2 separate regions of the Mus musculus genome follow, and region 2 is linked to region 1. The links are chromatin contacts, called in public HiChIP or PLAC-seq maps. All regions are on one chromosome and are shown on one strand. Each heading gives the region's core, a stretch centred on a gene start, on an enhancer-like site or on the middle of the called end of the contact. The rest is flanking DNA. Distances are from core to core; before and after follow the strand shown.

Evidence for each region. HiChIP or PLAC-seq counts read pairs in DNA pulled down with a chosen protein or histone mark.
Region 2: an H3K4me3 HiChIP or PLAC-seq map of bone marrow-derived macrophages shows a contact between it and region 1, with 3 times the contacts expected there. The contact joins the promoter of Emc4 here to the enhancer-like site in region 1. A contact is called at or near these places in 1 of 39 promoter capture datasets (macrophages), 2 of 484 Hi-C or Micro-C datasets (bone marrow-derived macrophages and nephron progenitors), 6 of 115 datasets of contacts at active chromatin or transcription factors (the SCID.adh cell line, bone marrow-derived macrophages, embryonic stem cells and 1 more) and 3 of 9 other capture datasets (adipose tissue, liver and pancreatic islet).

Annotation. Positions count from the first base shown.
Region 1 is chr2:112,304,677-112,311,440 of GRCm38.p6, reverse strand. All of the region lies in intron 1 of Slc12a6 (solute carrier family 12, member 6), which reads right to left. Among named protein-coding and RNA genes, the nearest start is that of Slc12a6, 42 kb to the right of the region's middle. Within about 2 kb of position 2,895, at least 99 of the 459 cell types and tissues checked have an H3K27ac peak or open chromatin away from gene starts, as enhancers often do. A contact at or near this core is called in adipose tissue, bone marrow-derived macrophages and intestinal villus epithelium, where this site is marked.
Region 2 is chr2:112,364,560-112,371,323 of GRCm38.p6, reverse strand. Emc4 (ER membrane protein complex subunit 4) reads left to right here and starts at 3,297. Exons shown (of 5, transcript NM_026519.3): 1 at 3,297-3,505; 2 at 3,808-3,922. The coding sequence starts at 3,420.

The DNA.
Region 1 (6,764 bases), core at 1,646-4,145:
CTGATGCTTTACCGGGTACTTTTATGATATGCGGACAGCTTCTTTCCTTAAACAGCTCAAACAACCTCTGCTCACTTCAAGGTTTTCTTCCACGCCATCCTTTTCTCTCTTAGCTTTTCATCTCTCCAGACCAGTAAACCCTTTCCCCTATCAGCAACAAAGATATTTTGTTTTCTTGTCATTTATGTCACTGGAATTTCTCACTTCCTGTAAGAACTTTGCTTTAGCATTTGCCACTTGCCTACCTTTGAAAAGATAAAGTTCCTGTCCTCATGAAGATACTCAGAGATAAGAAAAAGAAAATTAACAATTAAAATAACTTTACTTCAATCATCAGCCCTGAAAAATAAAAACCATAATTTGAGTTTGTAAATGTTAGCTAAGGAGTTAACTGAGTTAACTGAGCAAACCTTTCTGAGGAGGCAATCATTAAGAAAAGACCTGGTACAGAAAGGCAGAAAGAAATTGTGGAACAGGGAGGGAGAGAGAGCGAGAGAAGGACAGGAAAGAAGAGGGTAGGAGAGGGAGCAGGGAAGGGATAGCAACATTGGAAAGGTCACACGGGAAGCTACTGCTGTATAAGCTTCTAAGATACCTGTGGATACATATATTAACAGAGTTAAAATGGAGTTACCCTGTAACTGGGACAAATATAAGCTTAAGTCTCAGGAATGAGTTACTTTTTTTGGGACTGCAGCCAGTAAAGTCCTGGAGACTTCCCCAACAAACATTATAGGCTACTGTCACTGCTTTTGGCTAACCCTTCAGAACTTGATGAGTGAAGCAGTATTTGAGTCATAGGATACGGGGAAATCAAGATGGTGGAAGCTTCATCCCTCTAGTTTTCACAGTGCTAAAAAACACTATGCATGCTACCAGAAGAGACAAAAGAAACCATCAATCATACCCAGAAATGAATCCTGCCAGTTACAATAATGATGGGTCTGACAGGAAGCACCCACTGATACAGTAGTGACCTGGACATCATGGGAGGAACCAACCACTTTCTGGCTGACTCTAAGGCTGCTCCCCAAAATGAAACCTACAGTTGACACCATTATTGAACCAAGACCATGTGGCTAGTCAGACAATAGGTCATAGAAGCTACTACTATTATTCTGCCAAATGGACAAAGTGTTAAACCCATTCCTAATGACTTATGATTATACCCATAGATCAATGTATTTCTCAGCTTTCATCGGAGACGCTTCTTTCTGCAGTAGACTAACATAGGGTGACTAACTGGCCAAGGGACGTAGAATAAGAAACATAATTAAAATAATAAAAATAAAACCTTAAAAAAATAAAGGTCTCTATAAAAAGAAGGTAAGCATGACAATCTTGAAAATGACTGCTTGGAGCAGGGGGATGGATGAGGAAAGGCAGTATCAAATGGGAGTCAGCTTGGTACTCTTGGGAACTTGTGATGTGCTGAAGTGTAATGAGTAGCACAGTGGTTAAAAGGGTCAGGAAACAGGTAGATAGCAGTTATACTCAAGGTCCTGAAGACAAGACAATGATTGTCACTTTTACGTTGAACAAGGTCTACTGGGAGGTTTTACACAGCCACACAACACGCCTGGTTAACTGTTTAAAAGGCATGCTGATGGTTGGATTGTAAAGGGAGTAAGAACAGAAATAAGGGGCTCGATGGATGTCCCTGTTGAGAGGGCTTACAGCTCTTGAAAAGAACCTTGGTTCAGACAGTAGTACCCCAATAGGCTCACAGTTGCCTATCACTCTAGTTCCAGGGGATTTGACACCATATTCTGGAAAAAATAGAAAGAAAGGAAGGAAGGAAAAGAAAAGAACTGTGCAGAAAGAGGAAATACTCAGAACCAAGGTCCGAGCTGTCCTGTTCAGTGAACGAGTAAACCAGGCTATCAGCAGCATAAACAGGGAGCAATGGAACATGGTCTAAGAGACGAATGCAGGCAGTGAAGAAAGCATGGGTCACACGAGGCCTTCTAGGGCACAGTCTGGACTTCTGAGTTACTCTGAGTACAATAGGAAGTCACTGGAAGGCTTGCTATCTCCACAGGATCACTGCAGCTGCTATCAAGAACAGACTGCACGATGAGGAGGAGGTACAGGAAGCACAGTTAGAAAGCTAAGATGATCCCGGAAAAGAAAACGGCATCCTGAGTAAGGTTGGAAAGTAGCCAAGATGACAAGCAGCAGTCAGAGCTGGGTACGAGCGCCACAGAAGACTGGGACAGGACAAGTAACCTAGCTCAAGAGGTCAGCTTTTAGTCGTTTCCCAAGACAGCTATGTAGGAGAGTCTTTGTGATGACAGATCAGTGGCCTGGATCTCTGGTTAGCTGTGAGGTTTCCCAGCAGCTAGTAAATATATTAAGAATTCATTTAATGAGAAGTCATTCAAATGTCCATTGCTGAATGGGTAAACTAAATGTAGTATATATGTACAGTTTAAAAGGAAGGTAATTTGGCCACAAACTACAGGACAGATGAATCTTTGAGAACATGCTAATGGAATAACTCAGTCACACAGGAACAGAGCCAAGTACCATATGACTCTACTTGTCTGAAACTCCAAAGTAGTCAAACTCAGAACCAGGAAGGATGGTTACTAAGAGCTGGGAGGGAAAAAAAGTGGAGATTTGTACGATGAGTCACACAATGTAAGCGTTCTGAAGCTCTTTGGTAGAACAATGAGAAGATACTTAATACAACTGAACTGTACATTTTAAAAACCATGAGCTAGGCTTGGTAGATTATATTCCTATAATCCTAAATGTGAAGGCGGAGAATCTCAAGGTTGAAGAAGCCCGGGCTACACATAATAAGAATGTATATCCCAAAGACAAAAACAAATAACTGTCAGAATGCAGATTTGTGTTACACTATGTCACAATGCAGAGCAGAGTAAGTGATGACGATTTTGCTTTGGGGCTGTATTCTGGTGCTACTGGGGACTGAGACACTGTGAAGCTCAGGATGTCTGACAACCTCCTGCCTCAACCTCCTGAATGGAACGATCACCTTATAGTTTTGACAGACTGTGGTTTTCTTTTCTTTTTTTTTTTTAAAGATTTATTTATTTATTTATTTATTTATTTATTTATTTATTTATTTATTATATGTAAGCACACTGTAGCTGTCTTCAGATGCACCAGAAGAGGGCATCAGATCTCATTATGGGTGGTTGTGAGCTACCATGTGGTTGCCGGGATTTGAACTTCGGACCTTCGGAAGAGCAGTCGGGTGCTCTTACCCACTGAGCCATCTCACCAGCCCCCTGTGGTTTTCATTTACAGCATTTACAGGACTAACATAAATACTCAGTTTTGTTCTTTTTAATATTTCCTTTGTTCAATAGCTTTTCAGCATCCATCCCTCTCTCCCAAGTCATAAGACAGTATGGGCTCACGACACGCTTCAGAGAGGATGACACATCATGCAGCTCAAATATAAAGCCATCTAATACAGCTACAAACATTACTAATGCTATTCCTGTATTTCTGGAAAAAAAGCTGAGGGAGCAAACTTTAAAAACTGCTAGTGTAAGACCTTGGTTCGCTTGGAGACTTATGCCATATGGTTTCAAGGATAGAAACTAAAAACGGAGACTGTTAAAATACAAGACTTCTAACCACTGTTATCAGGACAGATATTAAAATTAAAAGCTATAGATTGCATACAATTATTTACAAGGCTGGTGTGTTGATCCAGTGGGTTGTCATACTTCCTGGTAAACTTGAAGACCTGAGTTCCATTCCTGGAACCCATATGAAGATGGCTGTGCTCTGATCTCTACTATTACAGCACATGCTTGTACATGAACAATTTAAGAGTATAAACCTATAAATATCTACTGATCGATTAGTCATTTGATAGAAGCTATACAACTCATGTCTTCTTCTCTGACTCATACCTACTAGGCAGGCATATGCCTATCATTTCCAACCTTGGTTAATGACAGAAGTGAGACAATATTTGTATCTTTTTAAAACTTTTGTGCTAATCCACTCTGTCACAGAACTTTATTGTTGGGCTGACTTGCTTAAGTAATTCATGTTAGCTTTCAGAGAAATGCTCTACTATCTCTTCAGATATATATCAGTTTTATATAATGTTTAATCAGTCCATTTATGATATAAATATATATGTCATGACAGTTTTAGAGTCAAATATAACAAATTTTTGTATGAAAATAACAGCAATGGTTATCCACAGCAGTTGTTAGAATATGTATATGACAGACACCCAAACAGTTTATCTGTATTATTTCTACAGCATTTCCATCCCATGCTGTGGCTACTGCTGTTATCATTTCAGGAGAGACAAAGGGAATTCCTAGAATGGTGACGTATGGAGAGCCCACCATCATACATACAAGGGCACATACAAGGGGCAATGGAAACAAGAACACAGGACTGGGAGGTAAAAATGCAGGTAAGATTCTAACTTCACCTTGCACTATTCATTTAATCTGGGATAATGACTAAATAATTTTTAGCTTTAATTTTCTATTTAGGCAATGAAAATAAAATTTTCTATTTATGTAATAAAACATAAAATTGTGAGGATCAGATAGATAGAAGATACTCATTAAACAACTATTTTTAAGAGAATTGAATGTATTGGGCATCCGTGGTACATGGCTTCAAGTTTAGCAACTTGGCAGGCTGGGATAAGAAGATTGATTGAGCTCTCAAGACAGCAATGCCCAAGATACAATTCGCAAAACACATGAAACTCAAGAAGGAAGACTAACTGTGGATACTTCAGTCCTTCTTAGAAGGGGGAACAAAATTCCCATGGAAGGAGTTACAGAGACAAAGTGTGAAGTAGACACTGAAGGAATGACCATCCAGAGACTGCCCCACCTGGGGATATACACCTCATAAACAACCACTAAAACTAGACACTATTGTGGACGCCAACAAGAGCTTGCTGACAGGAGCCTGATATAGCTGTCTCCTGAGAGGCTCTGCCAGTGCCTAACAAATACAAAAGTAGATGCCCCCAGCCATCCATTGGACTGAGCACAGGGTCCCCAATGAAGGAGCTAGAGAAAGTACCCAAGGAGCCGAAGGGGTTTGCAGCTCTATATGAGGAACAATAATATGAACTAACCTGCCCCCCACAGAGCTCCCTGGGACTAAACCACCAACCAAAGAAAACACATGGTGGGAATCATGGCTCTAGCTGCCTATGTAGCAGAGGATGGCCTAGTCGGTCATCAATGGGAAGAGAAGCCCTTGGTCCTGTGAAGGTTCTATGCCCCAGTATAGGGGAATGCCAGGGCCAGGAAGCAGGAGTGGGTAGGTTGGTGAGCAGTGGGAGGGGGAAGAGGATAGGGGATTTTTCAGAAGGGAAACTAGGAAAGGGGATAACATTTGAAATGTAAATAAAGAAAATATCTAATAAAGAAAAGGAAAAGAAAGAGAAATGAGGTGCAATAATGAAGAACAGAAAGGACTAAAACGGCAAAAAAAAAAAAAAAGAAGATTGACTGAGCTCTCAAGACAGCATTTCACTGAGGCAGGGTGGGGGAAAGAAGTGGGGGGGGGTGGAGTATATTTATGAATATGCACAGAGAAGAAAAAAGCTGGGCATGGTATCATGTGGCTTTAATCACAATGCTGGAAGGCAGAGACAGGAAGGAGTTGGAGGACAGCCTGTCTACATAGCAAGTTCTAGGCCAATCAGGGTTATATATTAAGACCCTGTCTCACATAGACACATCCCATACAAAAGACAATTCCTAATATAAGAAGCTTTTAAACCAAATATAAGAAACTGAGAACAGTGGTAGTAATTTATTTATATTTAATAACACCCTGTGGGGCCGTGAAAGGCGGGCATGGTCCCTGGTTGAGCTAAGGCTTAAAGCCCCAGAAATCCTGAAGGGACAGCATGCACTTCACCTGATTCCTGGGCACCAGGCTCCATCACTAGCCAAATCACCCCACCCCCACCCCCACTCCCCATAGATTTGTGGCTATCAGTTGTGTAAGGGCAATGTCCCAAACCCCTCCACTTGTAGATGTGACTTGTGGTCATGTAGGCTCAAGACAGATCTTCATTTTAATGAGGTACCTAAAGGCTGGAGAGCTTAGCCAATAAGCTTTCCTTCCCAGACACTTCTCTCTGCAAAAGGTATTTAACCCAGGCCCACCCTCAGAAGTGAGGTATGGTTTTAAACAACTACTTTCCACCATGACAATAAATGTCTTAGAACCATGGACTGTCTCTTTTCATGGGGATCTGCTGTGGGGAGCCAAGGAGAAGGCCTTTGCCCATAAAGCCGCCATCTAATCTCCTGTAGAAGACCTCTCTGTATTCCCAGCCACCTTCTCTACCAAGCCCAGTTGTCCAAGCCTGCAGCTGCCATCAAACCTAGGACTACCCCAGCAGGACCGCCGGGGCTTCTCCTCCCCTCCCTCATCCACCACCCCCCCAATCCCCCGCCTAGATCCAGCCTGTGGGTTCCCACTCAGTTCTCAGCTCTTCCGTAGCTCCTAGTGGTGCCTGGGTGACCAAGAGCCTGAGAACCAGAAGCCCCCAGCCTCATCAAAGGCCTGGGGACCCCCAATGTCCCTGCGCTGCTCTACAGCCCAATACCCACCTGTTGTGGGGTAAGTGTGGTCAACTTCCCAAGTACCACCTCTCCTGCAGCTGTGCCCTATGGCAGAGCAGATACTGGGACCACACAACCCACAATACCCTACACTTAGTTTTCAAATATTTTCTTTGGTTCTCATGATAATTCTGTGATATCAGTAGGAAATGTATA
Region 2 (6,764 bases), core at 2,048-4,547, 59 kb before region 1:
ATCTAGAGGGCGCCCTTAGAAATCATCTAAGTTTTACAAATGAAGATCAAGAGGGTCCCTAATTGAGCCATTCAGGTTTAGAATCCACATTTCCTAGGCTTATGGAAAAAAAAAAAAAACCAACAACAACAACACAAAAAACATGGCTCAGAGGTTCAAGAGCCTGTACTGGTCTTATATATGTGTTCAATTCCCAGCACCCTTGTCTGGCAGCTACCAACCACTTGTAACACAAGCTCCCAATCTGACACCTGGCCTCCTCAGACACCTGTACATATATGCACATATACCCACATAGACACACAAGAACACACACACACATATCTATCTATCTATCTATCTATCTATGTATATATATATATATATATACACACACACACACACATATATAGTTTTAAAATTCCTAAAAATTATTTTAACACCCCCCCCACACACACACACATCGGTCCCTTTCCTTACAAAGCACACTCAAAACCCCATTTTTAAAAACACAGACACACACAGACACACACACACACAAACACATACTCACAAATCTCTACTTTAATGATAGTCTGATAATCTTTTCAAAAGAATAAGCAGATCTTGCCACAGTGGTGCAGGACTATAATCCCAACACTTGAAGGCAGAGGCTGGAAGATCAAGAGTTCAAGGCTATCAATTGGCTACATGATGACTTTGAGGCTGTCTGAACTATGTGAAACCCTGTTTAAAACATAAAATAAAATACAAACAAATAAACAATCAAACAAAAAAAAGTGACAAGGAAAATGAGCAAGTGAAGTTTGTGGAGATGCCCTTCATTTTTCTCCTGAAGCATTCCCACATGCATAAAGTAGTCTCCTACATTCTATTGGATACTGAAGGAGTTGTAAGACAGAAAAACAAAAACAAAAAACAAAAAAGGCCCTGATCATACCACATATCTTTAATTTTAGGAGATAGAGGCAGGCTAATCTCTGAATTTAAAGCCAGCCAGGGGTACATAGTGGGACCTTGTATAAAATAAATAGATTTAAAAAGAAAACAAAAACCTAACTTCAGATAAGGAAAGAAAACTAAAAGCAATTCTCTAGTAACCATTTGACAGTTAAATCTTTCTAACCGGGGGATGGGCCTCCAGGGGATGGGCGTGGGGCCCTTGATTGCACAGCTTGCTCATTGGCACTGCGTCCAGAATCCCGTGGTTTCATCACTTCTGAAAACTTTGGAGGAAGCTGGAGAAGGACTCAATGTGCAGGGCTTGGAAGGCATCACTGGCTGAGAAAGCCAGGCATGCTGAGGCTGGGGCTGGGGGCAGTGCTCAACTTTTGTTATTTATTCATTTTACATCCCACTCACTGTCCCTGTCCCCGTCCCCTTCTCCTCTGATTGGGTGGAGGCCCCCTGTGTATCCCCACACTGGGCTGGCACTTGGTCGGCAGCCCAGTTAGCAGAACATATCCCACGTGCAGGCACTGAAGAGCTGGTCACCTCAGTGCTCAGCTCCTTGGAGTATGTGAAGAGGGGTGGTCTTGTGGCACCCAGTCATGAAAAACACATGTATGCTGGCAGCCACTTTGTGGTTTGACATGCCAGTGCAGCCATATCTGCCTGTTGTCATCTTTGTAAATAGCTTATCACATTATACTAACAGTACTGAAAATACCGCAGATGTGAGCATCTCGTTCCAATGGCTTCGTCTTCCTGAGATACAACTTAGCAAATGACATTTAAGATTCTCGGGGTGAAGGAATACACTTCCTGGCTGACTCCTTGAGGACAGAGTAACTGAGATTTATAGTTTAAAGTTTCATATAACGAGGAAATACTTTAAGTAGAAAAATGCGATTTTATCAAACAAGTTTGTTTTTAAAATATGCTCATTAAAAATTTATTAGCACACGAGTGCCCTAAAAATTAGACGTTACCTGAAAACTATTACTTAACACATATTAACATTTGTGATAGATAACCTATTTTATATTTTGTTTTACATATGTATAATTCTAACTTATTTCTACCGTGGCACATTTAATGACAACTTATTTAATTACAACTTTTCAATCATCAGTTTTGCTTTTCGTGGCTTAGATTATCTGCACGTAGCTCTCCTAGCTTCACTTGTGTTCTACAAACTTTAAATGGAAAATTCTAGACTAATGTCTTAGGTTGCAGTGTTCTGAATAGCTGGTAAAATCTCACACCCTCCGCCACTCTGCTACACTGTATGTCATACACAGCCTTCTCTTCTCTGCACATAGAACTACAAAACTGGAAAATGATGTGGAGGTGGGAATCTTCAATGTGTGCAGATCACCGTCATCTCTAAGAGATTATCTCTTAAAACTTAAGTTGGCTAAGGAGGTATTCTTCAGCCAGATCCTCAACCATACTGTCACAGTAGTCCTTTCCTCAAAACTACAGCCATAACAAACAATTTGGGAATAACAGTAATAAAGGTAAATAGAAGAAATAAACAAAACTACTGTATTTGAACTGATAATTTAAAAGTAGGCATTTAAAATAGTAATTCTTTAAAAATGTACATACTCTTAGATGTAGCAATTCCACTCCTAGTACAATAGGAACAGATGTCCCAAGTGATTTTCACACTAACACTGAATTATAAAAGGGGTGAGAGGGAGGAAACATTTTTCCAGTAATAGACTAAATTACAATACAGATGAGCCATTGAATATTAAACTCCTTTCTAGGAATGATAACGCTTAATGATAAAAAAAAGTTAGGTCTAGGTTATAGGTCCTATTTAATCCCACAACAGGTCAAAATTAGGCGATTATCCATCGTTTTGCATGAGGCAGGTGGAGCAATGAATTTAATTTAGACGAGGTGGCACAGTAAGTAATGAAAGGACTTAAAAGGAGACCAGATAAATCCTGAACTCAGCTTATCTTTCCATTCCCAGAGTCTACCTCGGTGGGTTAGTTTGCGAGTTAAATGGGGGAAAACCATTTAAACAAGAACAACAACAAGACAAATACATAGCTCCTGCGATATGTGGACACGGAGTACTCAGAGGTTGAATAATTCGCTCAAGGTCACCCAATTCCGGATAACCCCAGGATTAAAACAACATTTCAATTTCGTGCTCTTCTTGGCTTCAGTTCTTGTCTTTTCGGACTTCACTCCAGCACGATGGCGCACACCTGAGAGACAGAGCACAAGTGAGAGGTGTACTCGCAGGGAGGTTTCAGAAAGCTGCTCTTCTGGATGTCTGCGGATTTTCTAAATTCACGCATTCTTTCTTCTGTATTCCCGACAGGAAGTTTCCGGTGATCGTGTGACGTTCAATTATGCGCCGGAAGTGCACTGCGGCGAACGCGAGGAAGTCGGAGAGCTTGCAGTTGCAGCTAGTTCTTACCTGCAGAACGCAAGCGGCCGGAGGGTGTGGGTACTTTTAGCCAGCGGCCGCTGTCATGACGACCCAGGGGGGCCTAGTGGCCAACCGAGGCCGGCGGTTCAAATGGGCCATTGAGCTGAGTGGGCCGGGAGGAGGCAGCAGGTGAGTCTCTCGAGTGAAGCTCGGTATCTGATCCTTACCCTAGAACGGCCCGAGATCCAGCGGACCTGGGCCTCGTCTAAGTCTCCGACACGAGTGGGTAGCACATAGATGTTACCCAAGGAGCTTCTGTGCTGTGGAAGGTATTTTTCCCCAGGATCTTTTAGTTTTCCCAATAGGCAGAGAGAACTGACGAACGCACGAGAGGGTCTAATTTGGGTAGCTACATCTGAGGTTCTTTTTCCTGTGATTGATAGGGCTGGAAACCCGCAGTTTTAGTCTCTTGATTTGGTTTGGTTCTTTAGGGGCCGAAGTGACCGGGGCAGTGGACAGGGAGACTCCCTCTATCCAGTCGGTTACTTGGACAAGCAAGTGCCTGATACCAGCGTGCAAGAGACCGACCGGATCCTGGTGGAGAAGGTACAGAGGTATTAGACGTTACCGTAGCGTGTAGGCCAGCCCTGTTTCGCCTTACTCTCTGGAGTGGAGGTAAAGCAGCCGGTCATTAAGACACATTGCTTAAGATCCATGGTACAGTATCTTACGTATATGTTCCCTGACATAATTTCGGTGTGTTAGGATACTGTGTCACTTTTACCCTGAAAACATCCCAATCCTGCTATCATTTCTCACTGCCTTCAACTGTTACATCACCAGCCGTAGACTAACCATCTACCACCTATCCCTCCATCCCTCTATTTAAAATCATGCTTTCTCAACCTCAGCACTGTTTTCTCTGTTTTCTCTTTGGGGCTAAGTACATTTTTGTTGTTGTTGGGGAGAATTATGCTGGGTACTTACTTTAAGATGTTTAGTACTCCTGATCTCTACACATTAGGTACCACTATGGCTTTGCATAATTGTGTGAACTAAAGATGTTTCCAGCATTACCACGTTTTCTAGGTCTAAAGAGGTGCGCTTTGTGTATACCTGCAAATAAACCCCTGAGATCCTATATTCAAGTCTCCCCTTCTCAAATTCTCAGTATCCTTCTCTGTATGGAGTTCTAATGGGTCTTGTTATGTCCTACCTTGTCCTCTTTGCAGTCTCCAAACACAGCCATCAAAAATGATCCCTTTAAAACATGCCAGACCATCCCTACTCAAAATCAGTCTAAAATTCCATGTTCATTCCGCGTACACACCAAACGTCTTTTTAGTATTAGACATAACTCTGCTTGTACCAGTCAGACTCCTTGTAGCTACTGTGCCCTGTCTACTATTTTTACATTTGTTTACTCTTTCATAATGATTCCCTTGCTGCTCTGTAAGGATACCAGACAAATCCCCCTTCCCTGCTTTTTGTGTTTGTTCTCTAGTCTTAGAATGCTCTTCCTCAGGATTCCTTCATAACTTGCTAAGTCCCTCCTTTGGGGTCTCTCTAATATTACAGAGTCAAGCCTTTCCATGTGCCACACTGTTTGATTTATATGTTATGAACATATCACATGGCTTATGTTATTTAGCATCTGCCTTAGTAGCTGTTTTACAGGACTGTCACAGCACGAGTCCCAGTGTGCAGAGGGTGCTTGGTATCTTCTTGCGTTTATGCTTCCCTTGCAGCCTTAGTTTTGCCGAATAATTTTGATTCCATGGAATACATACATTCAGTTGTTACAGTATGAAAATGACACACACAGTCATTAGTCATTCTTGGATAAGTATTATCCTGTAATGTTTTATCTTGGTATATCAAATTATGATTACAAATTATTAAATGATATGATTTTTAAAAGCATATCATAAAATACTTGTATAACTGCTGTATTCTACAGAAAGTTATTTACAAATATGGTTGAGTTTTAATGTGAATAATCAAAATAGTTATGGTTATTTTTACATAGATTTATATATTTCATACTTTGTTAGGATTAAACTTATTTTCTTTTAGGTTTATTTTACGCATATCAGTGTTTTGTCTGCACATATATATTATGCCTAGAGCTCTCAGGTTAGAAGAAGGTATTGGATCCCCCAGCTCTAGAGTTGTGGATCATTGTGAGCCACCATGTGGGTGCTAGGAACCAAACATTGGTCCCCTTGAATAAGCAACGAGTACTTTTAAACACTAAGTCACTTCTCCAGTGCCTTGTTAGGATTTTTCATTTAGATTCATAAGTATTATAACTTTTTATTTTGTATATATACAAAAATACACATGCATACATACATATCTCATAATAGTCTTTTAGGGTTTGGGTATTAACAAGATTTGTAGAATTTTTAGTTTTGTTTTCTGCCAAAGGAGTTTGTGTAAGACTTGTATTTTTAGCTTTAAATAGTTAGAATTTGCCAAGAAAGTGATCTGGGCTTAATTATAGGGTCAGCTTTGCTAATTGCCATGCAACTGTTTTTCCTTATGCAATTTGTTAAGTCATGTCTCTAGGAATGTATCCATTTCCGAAACTTTCAAATAGTCCACAAGTTTCTAAACTGGTGAGTGTGACGCCTGGAGGGTCTGTAAAGCTGCGTGCCTTCTCTCTGGACATGGAAGAGTTGTCCTTCTCCCCTCCAGGCTTACCAGAATTGAATTTATAATCTTGCAAAAAGAAAATTTTATTTTTGATGAGCTCTCATTTTTGTTTTCTTCTCAAAATCCTTTAGTTTGTTCTTTTCCTGACTTTTTTGTTTTTGTTTTTGATTTTTCAAGACAGGGTTTCTCTGTATAGCCCTGGCTGTCCTGGAACTCACTCTGTAGCCCAGGCTGGCCTCGAACTCAGAAATCTGCCTGCCTCTGCCTCCCTAGTGCTGGGATTAAAGGCGTGCACCACCACACCCTGCTTAAATTTCTTTCTTTTTTTTTTTCTCCAAGATTTACTTATTATACAATGTTGCTGCCTTCAGACACACCAGAAGAGGGCGTCAGATCTCAATATGGGTGGTTGTGAGCCACCATGTGCTTTCTGGGATTTGAACTCAGGACCTTTGGAAGAGCAGTCAGTGCTCCTACCCGCTGAGCCATCTCGCCAGCCCCTTTCCCTGACTTTCATGAAGTAGATGCTGAGTCTTCTCACATGTTCTTAAGATCATGGAATTTTAGCCAGGTGTGGTGGTGCATATCTACAATCCTATTAGTTTTGGGGGATGTTAAAAAAGGTCTCAATTTAGAGGTCAACCTGGACATACCAAGACCTTGTCTCAAGTAACAAAAAGATTTTAAATTTCTCAAAACTTGCTGGGCAGTGGTAGCACGCACCTTTAATTTCAGTACTTGGGAGGCAGAGGCAGGCAGATTTCTGAGTTTGAAGCCAGCCTGGTTTAAA